Regions from separate parts of the Mus musculus genome. Here region 1 is linked to region 2. The links are chromatin contacts, called in public Hi-C maps. All regions are on one chromosome and are shown on one strand. Each heading gives the region's core, a stretch centred on a gene start, on an enhancer-like site or on the middle of the called end of the contact. The rest is flanking DNA. Distances are from core to core; before and after follow the strand shown.

Evidence for each region. A called contact is a pair of places that touch in the nucleus more often than the background predicts.
Region 1: a contact with region 2 is called in a Hi-C map of embryonic stem cells, with 2.6 times the contacts expected there. The contact joins two enhancer-like sites. A contact is called at or near these places in 3 of 484 Hi-C or Micro-C datasets (all in embryonic stem cells) and 2 of 115 datasets of contacts at active chromatin or transcription factors (both in embryonic stem cells).

What each region holds. Positions count from the first base shown.
Region 1 is chr14:9,330,567-9,336,958 of GRCm38.p6, forward strand. No RefSeq gene overlaps it. Among named protein-coding and RNA genes, the nearest start is that of Gm41097, 110 kb to the right of the region's middle. Within about 2 kb of position 1,300, at least 20 of the 459 cell types and tissues checked have an H3K27ac peak or open chromatin away from gene starts, as enhancers often do. A contact at or near this core is called in embryonic stem cells, where this site is marked.
Region 2 is chr14:8,605,707-8,611,586 of GRCm38.p6, forward strand. All of the region lies in intron 4 of Cfap20dc (CFAP20 domain containing), which reads right to left. Among named protein-coding and RNA genes, the nearest start is that of Cfap20dc, 58 kb to the right of the region's middle. Within about 2 kb of position 4,600, at least 8 of the 459 cell types and tissues checked have an H3K27ac peak or open chromatin away from gene starts, as enhancers often do. A contact at or near this core is called in embryonic stem cells, where this site is marked.

The sequences.
Region 1 (6,392 bases), core at 50-2,549, 720 kb after region 2:
AACAGTGAAATCCATTACTTTGTATGCAAATTTAAAAAATAATTTTAAAATATCCTAAATTTACAAGGTGTCTTAAAGACAGTTCTTGCATAAAATGGAAAGCACCGAGTGAAGACTTCTCTGTAATTCACTGTTATCTCTGAAACTCAGAATAAGAATACCCGTGAGGTTTTTTTTCTGTCGTCTGTGTTTTTAAAAACAAAAACAAAAACAAAAAACACCACCATATAGCTGGAAGGAAACAATGTTTCTTTCTTCCTCCTGCTCATAACCAATCATAAAAATATTCAGAGAATTTCTTTGTGTGATCTTCAGTACTGTCTGGCCATAGTTTTCAGAAGCTTTTAATTTATGTGTGTGTGTTTGCCTGCATGCTATGCATGCAGTACCCAAGGACTCCAACAGAGAGCACTAGACTCCTTGGAACTGAAGTTAGAAATGGTTGTGAGCTGGACATGCATGCTGGGATCTGAACCTGAAGTATTAACTAAGAAATCTTACTTCCTGAGCCAGCTCTCCAACCCCTGGTCATTTTTGTGATTAGCTCTTCTTGGATGTTGTGTGACCTATGGTTTGACAAGAAGAGACTGAACAAAACCTTCCTTTGTGCCTTGTGTTAGTGTATCATTTAGTAGAAAAGACAGTGTCTGTTTCCCCAAACATGGCCCACAGGCACAGCAGGTGCCTGAGTTGGTTGATATATAATGATGTCTGATCCACTAGAAGAAAAGATTTAATATCTAGCCCATTTAAAGAAAAAAAGGATGTTCTACACTGCTCGCTCTTAATGGGATGAGCACTCAACTTCAAAAAGAACAAAAAAATTGTTAGTTTATCTCTTTATAAATTGTCCCCTCCTTCCCTCCCTCCTTTGCCCCCTCCCTCCTTCTCTCTACTGAAGTTGTACAATATCTTTTTGGTAATCCTTCTTGATGGCACTTTCTTATTATGTGCTATACTGTGATATCCTGGTAGAATTAAAATATGGACATGAGGTTTTAATATAAGGACATTATCAGAAATGTCATCCCCAATAAATTGGGAACAGGGAAACCTGCCCTACAGACAGAGGGTCTTGCTCAATTTTGCCTTTTGCTGTGATTTGTAGAAACCAACCCCCTGCTGCGGATGCCTGCAGGTTAGCTTTCCAGTTGAGAGGCAGGGGACAGACTTCAGTGGGGAAGTAGGGAGAAGAAGATTTTTTGTTTGTTTTAGACAAAGGGTTTCTGGCCTGGGGCAGTTCAGCTGCACCTGCTCTGTCTGCCGTCAACACTGAGGCAATGGGACCATTTTCTAACTAGATCAAAAACAGGAAATTCTCACTGTGATCCATTATATCAAAGAGGCAGTGTGTAGAAAGAAAAGAGGGTGGGAGCGAGAGTAAAGACAGAACAAAAGAAAGAAAAGGGTACTTTCTAATCCTCCCAAAAGTTATTTACTGGACTGTCATTTCAAAATGAGAACAAGCTCTGTCTCAATACGTTTGTAAGATAGCTGTCTAAAGAGGGGGAAAAAGGAGTGTGGTTCTCTGCCAAAAGAAGTGAGAGGAGATGGTGGGGTCCAGGTTCACGGAATGAAAACTGCAAACTTGAAGTGTGACAGAATTCAAATCAAGACTATTACAGAGCATTTTCTGGCCTGCCAATCATGAACTTCCTAACTTTCTCTTTGACAGTATTTCCATGGTGCTGTTGTTTTAAAAATGAGTGTTAGGGTCAGTTGACTGCTTCCTGTTGGTACCTGCATTATGTGTGTGCCTGTATTCATGAGCATGTGCACACATGTATGCATATATACTTATGTATATAACCTCCTCTGTCCCTTAGATACCTTCTATTTTTTGTTTTAGACAACTGTCTTTTACTGGCCTAAGAATTAGTCAAATAAATTAGGCTAGCTGTCTGGGAGCTCTAGCCACTTGTCTGACACGTACTAAAGAAGGCTAGAAAGGTAGGTATCTGTATGCAGTAGTTTCTCTTTCCTAGTGCAGCTTTGGGCTCTCAGATTGGCTGATTGCAGCTTGTTGTTTCAAGGTATTAGGATTTTAAAACTGGAAAGAAGCTCACAATTCCTCACACATTCTTCTTTAATCAGTACATCAGAACTCTGTCATCCCTGCAGCAGGCCTCAGATCACTCTGCAATTGGCTAAGGTTGAGAACTCTCTGAACTCTAGAAACTCTGTTCTAGCTTCTAAGACAGGACAGCAGTGTACGGTTAGGCTAGTAGCAAGAGTCAATGAAATCCCTCCTGTGTCCATCTCTAAAAAAACGGCCTTTGGCACAGCAAGCTTGGTGTGTGTGTGTGTGTGTGTGTGTGTTTGTGTGTGTGTGTGTGTGTGTGTGTGTGTGTGTGTGTTATAAATTTAGTAAGTACATTGTAATAACTGTGACTATGATTGCTGCTTCTTAGGGAAATTATATGTTGATAAACTTGGTGATATATTAAAACAGGTACATAATGTAATATCAAAATATCAAAGGCCCTGTGGACAGGAAGGTGCTTTGGAGAAAGACCTCCAGCTACAAGAAAACTTACATAACCTGAAAGTCTCAGACAGTGTGAAAAAATTCTCTCATACTCTAGAAAAGCTTTAGTTTTCTTTAATTTATTGGATGTGTAATTCAAATCTAACTAAGAGCAGCACAAAAGGAAATGCAAAGGGATGTTTGTAAGTAACTGATAGCTCCAGGTCATCTACATTATATAGCACTGGGACAATACATGTTTGGCACTTGAGTTTACTTAATTGTCTACATCAAATATGATTTTAAGCAATACTTAATCAAACAAATCTCTGAAGTGGTGTTTTGTGATACTGAAAGAAAATGTTATTTAAGGAGATGGATATTTGAAAGATAGTATGAAGCTAATCATAGAAATAGTTTGATTCTTGCTTACACTTGCAGTGGTTGGGGGGACATGGGGATCAGTCTAAAGACACACTTGTGGTGTTTATGAGGTGATTTTCTTGATGGATCTTCAGAACAGAATAATCATATTGTGGTTCCACATTAATAGAATCCATAGCACACGGACACAGAAAGGAAATACAATGTGGATGGGCTTCATTTCCTAAGGAGCTTTCCTGGGATGCTGAGCCAATGATGGGAAGAAAGACTGGCCAAACAATTTGTGTGTATTCTGAATGATAAAAGCCTAGTGCTCTGAGTCTATGTACATGAGTCTGTGCATTTTTGTATGGACCGCTCTCTCTCTCTCTGTGCTGATTAGCTCTTATTGCCATCTTGACACAAACTGGAGTCACTTGAAAAAAGAACCTCAAATGAAGAACTACCTTTTTTCACACTGTCTGAGACTTTCAGGTTATGTAAGTTTTCTTGTAGCTGGAGGTCTTTCTCCAAAGCACCTTCCTGTCCACAGGGCCTTTGATATTTTGATATTACATTATGTACCTGTTTTAATATATCACCAAGTTTATCAACATATAATTTCCCATTAGATTGGCCTGTGGGCGTGTCCTGTGGGAATTTTCTTGACTATTGATTGATGTAGGAGGGCCCAGCTTACTGTGCAGGCATGATGCCCTAGGAAGGAGAGCCTGGACTGTAGAAGTAGAGTAGCTGAGCAGCCCTCAGCAGATAAGAGAGAAATTAGACAGTAAAAACACAGAGACCCAGGACCTTAAAACAAACATACAGAGTAAGAGACTTTGGTATATTCAGCCCTCAATGAGTTGTCTGTATCATACACCCCCGTACCCCCACCTCCAAGTTCAGGGATCTATGCAGAAAAGGAAGCAGAAAGATTGTGAGAGTCAGAGGTGGTGGGTGATTTTAGGGAAGCATCATTTTCCAAACTCAATAGAGCAGTTGTATATATGAGTTCAGACTGTGAAATTCAGACAAAATCCCAGCATGAAGGGAGGACAGCAAACACAAAATCCCAACCAGTCCATGAAGCTGTTCCAAATGATAGCTACTGGCAGGAAGAAAATCAGCTTTCTTCAATGAAGTGACACTAGTTACATCAACCACACTCCAGGGTAAATTAAGCCCCATGCCTAGGAATAAATGTGTAATACAAAACAGACTCCACTTTGTTGTTGTTTCTTTTGTCTTAAAACAGAGAATATAAATTTCTTTAGGTAGGGAGTAGGTAGAATCTCCGAGGAGTTGGAAGACAGAAAAGAATATGATAAAAACATACCATATGAAGTTATCAAAGAAGAAATTAAAAGAACAGAAATTTAACAAAAATAAAAGTGCTTTATGATCTTCAAAACATAAAAATTCTTATGAGAAAACTATTTAATAATTTCATTTTAATGACAGGTACATAACACGCCTGTTCATCTATTTTGGTAGATAATGTTACAGGCATTGTTTTGTCTTTGAAATGCTGACTCAAGCTAGATATACGATGCTACATGTTTTAGGCAAACTCAAGGTTGTTTCCAATCACTCAATTTGAACTGAAAAACTAGAAGTGATCATTCAAAATCCTTCAAAATAGATCTGATATCAAAAACATTTCCCCCCAGTTCTCCTAAGGACAATAGTTGTCTTCTAAAGATCACAAATAATGGTTCAGTTATTTACAGCTTCAGTGTGTTCTTAACTAGTTGTCACACCAATTTCAACCATCTAAGTATAACTCTACAGGATGACTTGTTTTCTATTTCAGATGTTCATAAGATTCAAATATACAATCGCAGAACCTCAGTCTATGTAAACTGAATGTAATATTTAAATAAACACTATTTACAAACATCATAAAAAGGTAGTTGAGAGGGAGGGAGAGGGACTAAGTGTGTGTGTGTGTGTGTGTGTGTGTGTGTGTGAGTGTGTGTGTTGTATAAGCAGCATTCCTCTATGGTCTTGGCTTCAAGTCATGCCTGCAGGTTCCTGCTTAAGTTTCTGACCTGAATTCCCTAGACTATGAACCATAACTGTTTTTCGTCAAAGTGTTTATCACAACAACAGAAAGAAAATTAAAACTATAGTGGTATGTGTGTGTGTGTGTGTGTGTGTGTGTGTGTGTGTGTGCATATGCATCAGGGATGCTCAATGCTAGAGAACCAGAGTATAGTAAAGAATGAGGTGGCTTTTGGCTACAGATAATCTAAAGGAACATGTCTTCAGATCAAGTGGAGTCTCTAGTTAATGACTTGGTCTTTCTCTTAGATGTTTGTATGGAACTTGGTTATATTTGTATTTATACAAAGACACTCGAGATAATGGCTCTCATGTTTCTAGTGACATACTCTTTTGCATATATTTATTTTGTGGATATGTGGAAATCCACATAAGGGATGGGATAAATGTCATAGAAGGGTCTGTTAGAGCTCTCCCAGGTGTTAGAAACCTATTCTGTCCTGAGGGAGTCTGTCCTCACATGATTTGCCTCTATTTTTAGCATCAAGAAAGCATTCTTTGCTTTCTGAGAGAACATTTTCTTACTGAATTAAAATATTGAAGTACTTGGTGAAGACTTGCTTCATAAACTCCAAAACTGTAATCTATTATTGTTTCCTAGTGAGTAAAACAACTTGAGACTATTAATAATTCCACTAATGTCCTAGTGTGGCACTTATGCCTTTTCATAGAAAGGTTGCGTCCCTTTAACAACTTGAACTCATAACCCTGGGATGTTTACAGTCTTAAATCATTCTTTTATAGGAATTTAGAAAGGACATTGTGTTTTCTGAACATTCAAAGATGAAGGTTTATAATGTCACATTATAAGCTTTTTGTTTAATTTACTTCTCTCACAGTCTCAGTGTATAGTCACTTAAAATCATTTACCAATGCAATACTGCCAGTAACTGTATACTTTATGCCCAACTTGCTTTAATTGTCTAATGTGTCACTAAATGCCACAACATTAAACTGATTTTTAAGATAAGCAAATGATTAAATGTGAGTCCAGACTCTACTTGACATTTAAGGAGTCACTAATCCCTACTGTCATTTGGTAGGTAGATTTTGTTGATCTTCACGCAAGCAGCAAAAAAGGAAGATTAATTTGGGAGACAGTTTTTTATAAATTTAGAATTTCAAGTGTGTTCTTTAAAAATGCTAAGACTAAATTCCTACCTACAAGTTGTTCAGAGTGTGACCTTGTTTGGAAATTGGGCCCTTAAAGGTCTAATAAGATGAACTGAGGTCTCACTAAAATGGGTGCTTCACTCCAGTGTGACTGGAATCCTCTTCAGAGATGGAGTTGAATACAGATTAATGTGCAGGAGGAAGCTATATGAAAGTGAAGGAGAGCAGAGTGGTCCATCTCCATGTTGAATAATAAATGCCAGATTGCCAATAAGTAACCAGAAATTAATCAAAAGGCCTGGGCCAAGTTCTTGTTCCCAATTGTCCTCAAATAAGCCAACTCTACTAACACTTTCATCTGGAAGCTTCCAAAGTTTTAACT
Region 2 (5,880 bases), core at 3,350-5,849:
TTGACATATAGTAGGTACTGAATACCTTTAGCAAATGTAAGGCATAGCAAATGTTTCATAATCACAAATGAAGGAGTCTCTCCTCGGGAAGACGTCTGTAATACTTTCTATACCTGAAAGTACACAGTGTGTTCAGTACAAAGGTGACTCACAGCCTCCATAGTCCCTAGAACCAAACATCCATCCGTTCTTCCAGAAGAAATATTAACAGCCTCCTGGAGAACTCCCCTTGGACTGCAGGGGCCCAAATGCAGAACTAATAATGCTATTGCCTTATGGGAAGGAGGGCTGGCCTGTGCTGCTTCTGAGGAAAACTGTTATTAAAAAAAAAATTAACAACAGTAGAAGGTATAATTTCTAAAGGACTTTGGTTTTCTTTCCAGAAAACTCCACCTCCCTCCACCCCCCAATGCTAGAGATCAAACTTGGTCTATATTGATAGGCAAACATTCTACCACTGAGTTACATTTCTAGTCACTTAAGAAGATAAATTTTAAATGATGTTTTGGAGGCCAATTGCATCAGCTAAGGGCCTGACTGGAATATTTTGTGACTTAAAAAGCAAACATTTATCCAGTCAGATTTCTTCAGCTACAACATCCAACAGAAACTCAGTGACACATGGTTCATGCCCTATAACCTTTAAAGGTTGAATGTACACAGGTGTGTTCAGTAAATATTCAACATTAAATATTCTTGAATGTTCCAAGCTTTCACTCATATTGGGCAAGTAGATTACCCCCACCTCAGTCAATAGTCTTCACAGACATTACTTTTATGATTCTTGTTTGCTAGTATAAACCTTTAAAGTTATTTAGGAGTGGTTCCTTAGCAGCAGTAGTAGTAGCAGTAGTAGCAGCAGCAGTAGTAGCAGCAGTAGTAGTAGCAGGTAGTAGTAGCAGCAGTAGTAGTAGCAGTAGTAGTAGCAGTAGTAGTAGTAGCAGTAGTAGAAGTAGTAGTAGCAGCAGCAGCAGCAGTAGTAGTAGTAGTAGCAGCAGCAGTAGTAGTAGTAGTAACTACCATCTAGGGAACTCTTGTCCTTGGTCTGGTTCCTAAACTATTTTAAGGTCCAGCTCTTTAGGGGGAAATGCTAGATAGTCAGACATGGATTGGTAGCCTGAGAGGTAATTTAAGCTTTGAACTCAACACTAGAAAAGTAATTATAAACTTTACCACCCATTGCATTTAAATTACCACAGGAGTAATAGGAGGAATCTGAGCTTTCTTGAGGTCTATTAAGGAAAAAGTATTTTCCCAAGTCAAAAGAAAGCAGCCTATGTCTGGCCCTAGGTGGAGACATTCTCACCTCCTCCAAAGAGGTGACGTCACACACTGTCTTGGTGGATTTGTAGACAACCTGGCCAGGAGATGCCCCCCACATAAAGCTAACTTACCCGGACCTAAGTGATGGGAGGAATAACTGTCCCCCTTAAAGGGATTACATCCATATTCTTTCCGAAAATCTTTCCCCTATGTAGTTGTTTGCAGAGCTTCCAACATGTAGCCCTGAGGTCTGGGCGTGCTTTCCCGGACCTGGCTCTCCATTGTTCTCTGAAACTATTCTACTCTTCTGTCAAGTGAGTGCTTACTCCCAGAACTTTACAATCTCTTCCTCTTCTCTATTCTTCCTCCCCACAGCTGCTAAGTTTTGCAGCTCGCTTACCCTTTTGTTTTGCTCTCAAGCACTTATAAAATTGTCCTTAATCTTCTTTTTGAGTTTAGAGTTTAGGTGCTCTTAAAGAGACTCAGAACCCTAGTTGCCCAGGTATAAACTGGTTCCATCTTGTTTGCCAGGGTATACAGGGCCTACCTCCCTATCAATGCATTGTAAACTTATGTATAAAAAGAGCTTTCTGGGACAGAGAGATTGCTCAGCAGTGAAGTGCTTTGGCTGCTCACTCAGAGAAACTACATTTGGTTCCTGGCACCTACATTGAATAAAATACATCCCACTTTAACTCCAGATCTAGGGATTGGCCACACATGGCATACATACACAGACAGATATACATGTACACAAACATAAAAGATTTTTTTAAAGAACATTCTAACTATGATTCAGAGTACATTTGCTAAAGGCTTTATACAGTACTGTGGCAGACTAAAATCTCAACTTGATTACCCCAAGTTCTGGGCACCTTCTCCAGTTATGTGTGTGATGAATTTTCAAGTATACTCATATTGTACTCTTCTGCCTTCCTTTTAAAAACTCTATGTAACTATAGAGAGAAGACACATGGACACACCCAAGTGCACACAAAAACAGCTCACTGTGCTTACTTTACATCCCAGCTTTATGTTGTGGCAGTACTGTAGCTCATAGGTTTAATTTATAGCCAAGTGTAAGACATTGGGCTTAGCCTTTCTCATGCATGCAGCCCTTTTCTGGTTCTGAGCTTCATTACAGATGGCTGAGGCTGGAGTGTGGTGGCTGGATAACTTGGGCATTACCTGAGCTTCTATCTGATAAGAATTCTATGAGGCAGAAAAAAGCCAGTGTCATTATCCTAAGATTTTTTTTTTTATTGGAGAAACTGTAGCTCACAAAGAAAGTTAAATAACTTTCCCACGGAGGCAATCAAATTAATGTCAGAGAACACAAGTATTTAAAGCCAGAGCTGTTCTCCTCAGCGGCAATACAGCCTCTCTCTTCTCCACTCTTTGCTACACACCTTTAATACAGGCATCCCATGTTTCATACAGGCATGCTATGTTTAATACAGGCATGCTATGTTTATGCAGGTATACCAAGCATCTAAACTGCACTTTATGTATATGTATTTCTAGACACATCAACAAACCAGCAAATATACTTTCCAATCATGTTTTCTTTGAATTGCCAACTTTTGAAATGATAACATAAATCTTTCAAACTGAAATTAGCAGGAAGACAAGGGATGAGTGGAGTGAAAGAATAAGGAAAGTCAACAACTTGGTTTGAGTAAAGAAACATAAGATCAAAAATATCAACTGCTAATTGTGGGGTGGGGAAAGCCCTTCACAGCCCCAGCTCTGCCTCTTTGCCTTTCTCGTACAGCAGGTGGAGCTCTGGTACCGTGTGAGGTGACAGGATGCCTCTCCCTCTGAGGAGGAAATCCAATCCACTCTAAGCATCTCCATTTTCTTTTGCATTTCCAAATGATCCCTTTTCTGGGTTTTTGAAACATTTTTCCTCTGTGCTCTGAGACCCCTCTGGCCACAGTACCTACACCTCTTTTCTCTGCCTCGACAGAGGGTTACTGTCTTCACTGCACAGCCTTATGGGGCACTTAGAAGAGAAAATTAGAAGATATAGTTGCACAAAGCAGCCTGCCTCTCTGTGTCTCTCTGTGGAGACTTTTTCCATCTACTGAATCTATTTTTTAGACTGAAAATTTTCCAAAACAGCTACCACCAAATCTTCATGTTTTCAACTGTAATTCTGTGGAAAATGTTGTCAATAATTTCCCATCAAAACCTTATTATAGAAATTTAAAAAATTTTTTATCTAAAACAACAAAAGGAGTTAGAACATTTCTAAAATTAGAGTATTATTTTTATTAGGAACCATTAGGGGAATCAACTATTGGTATTTTACTAAGCCAGAATAAGCTAGCTGCATTCAGATCACTCGCCCTTCTACTCACAGATAGGTGCAGCCCTCACTCCTTTCCAAGGAAGCTCCTTTTGATGACACATAGAGACTATCTCAGAACTACAGTTGGTCAAAATAAAGGCGGTGCCTGACAATGGGATGCTCACAGCCAGTCGCTGCACCATACTTGAGGCTCAGGAAAAAGCATGGCAGAGGAGATGGAATAACTGACCGTAAGAGCCAGCAGATCAGCTCATCTGCTGCTAGACTGTGTCTTCTAGACACAGCAGTCTGTTCCCATGAGATCTCAATGCTATGGCTGCTTAGATAAGACCCACATAATGGCAAAACTAATGAATATGCCGATGCAGGTAGGGAAACCTCGCAAGGCCTCACTCCTACATGAAGCGGCATAGGCAGTCTAAGGTTGATGAGAGACGGAGAACCAGCTTTCTCTGGGGAGCAGCTACCTGATAGGTTATCAAATTCCAAGTGGTTGGAGCACATTGTATATACAAGCAACACTAAATGGATTCAGTAGATTTTGTATGTGAGTGAGTATGCATGTATACATATGTAGGTAACTAATAAAGAATAGATCTGAAATTTGAGAAAGAATGGAAAGGACATAAGAGGAGTTGCAGCATAAAGAGGGAGGGGACTGTTATAAATATAGTACTCTAGTATGAAATTCTCAAAATAATACATTTAAATTAAAAAGAATATCTAAAGTTCATCTTCAAACAAAAGATAAAGATCTAATATGACTATAAAGATTACTTTTCTTTTGTTTTGTTTGTTCTGTTTCGTTTCATTTTGTATCATCCCGACTGAGTGATCACAGCCTTAGTTAAATATTTATTCTAGGAATATAGATGAAAGTTGGTGCAAGTTAGACAGCTTTGTAGAACAGACTGCCTCCCAGATGTTGATGGCCTCAGCTAGTCAGTCCTAGGGAAACTGTGTAGGAGAGACCATGCTCTCTGCCTGCTTTTGGGTGGGGCAGCAGTCCTCTCCTTTGTGATGTGGAGTCACGCCTTGACAGGTCTTTCAGTCTGAGCTGAGTCACCCACTCCAGGCACTCCACTCTGCTCCCTATGGATTATGGGACTTCTCTGTCTCCATCACTGCACTACGTTCATAAGCCAAAGCCATAGAAGAAAGACACAACACAGGTACCAGGAATGCTTCTCTGGACACCCTAGAGTAATATAATATATTTACTAATTTTATGTTACTCTTTTGGCTATAAATGAATCAAGACTGTCTTTACTTGTGAGCATCCCTTCCTGAATAACACCAGATTCTGTTTCATTGCCAAGCAGTGTCATTTCCAAACTTATTTATACAAATACATGTCACCTACTAACAAACTAAGTACCAAACCAACAACCAAACAACAACAAAAGACAGCTGTGGTTTATGCTAACTGCAACAAATGAGCAAAAAGCTGTTATGGAGAAAATTTTTATTTACCTTAGTAACATATCTTAAACAGATTTTTCAGGCCAGGTGTATAAAGGAATCTCCTCACTGCCTACTGTATCCTGTGCCAAGAAAACAAACAACAGCAAAGATCTGGTCTGAAGCTGTTTATTATTGATCAACAAAGATGACAGGAAGCTAGCACCAGAATGTAAATAAGCTTTCTCACCAAGAACACTCTTTTTTTCCTACCAGAAGCTTTCACAGAGGAAAAGCACCGTATTACACTGTGGTCCAACTTCCTTATCTCACAGCAATGGCCACTTTGAACAACACTGTTCTCTGATTTTAAAAGCTCTCAGGTGTTACTTTGTTTTTATAATACATCAGTTTTATTGAACTCTTATTATGTACACAGTACTTGCACTAATATATTCAGTCCTCTCAAAACCTTTGTGAAATTTGTCATCATAATCATCGTCATCATCAGTGCCATCATCAACATCCTCTTCCTCCTCCTCCTCTCCCTCCCCCTTCTCTTCCTCCTCCTCCTTCTCTTCCTCCTCCTCCTCCTCCTCCTCCTCCCTTCTCAATGAAAACAACTGCAGCACAGTGTTTCCAGACAGTTGGCAGTGGCCTAGGATGTGATCTAGAGAGTGGGTGATGATTGATGTCTGGGTGATGAATGTATTGACCACTTCATATACGATCTTGAAATGTGAATCCTAACGACAGCTTACTGAGAGAGGCTTTATTGTCTCCATCTCAGAATGGAGGGGCAATGTCCCCAGACTGCGAGTTTCCCAGAGACAGTGAAATAATTTATGCCTGCCTGCTCTCTTTGGTAGCCTTGAAGGACCCTGGGCTGACAGGCATTGTAA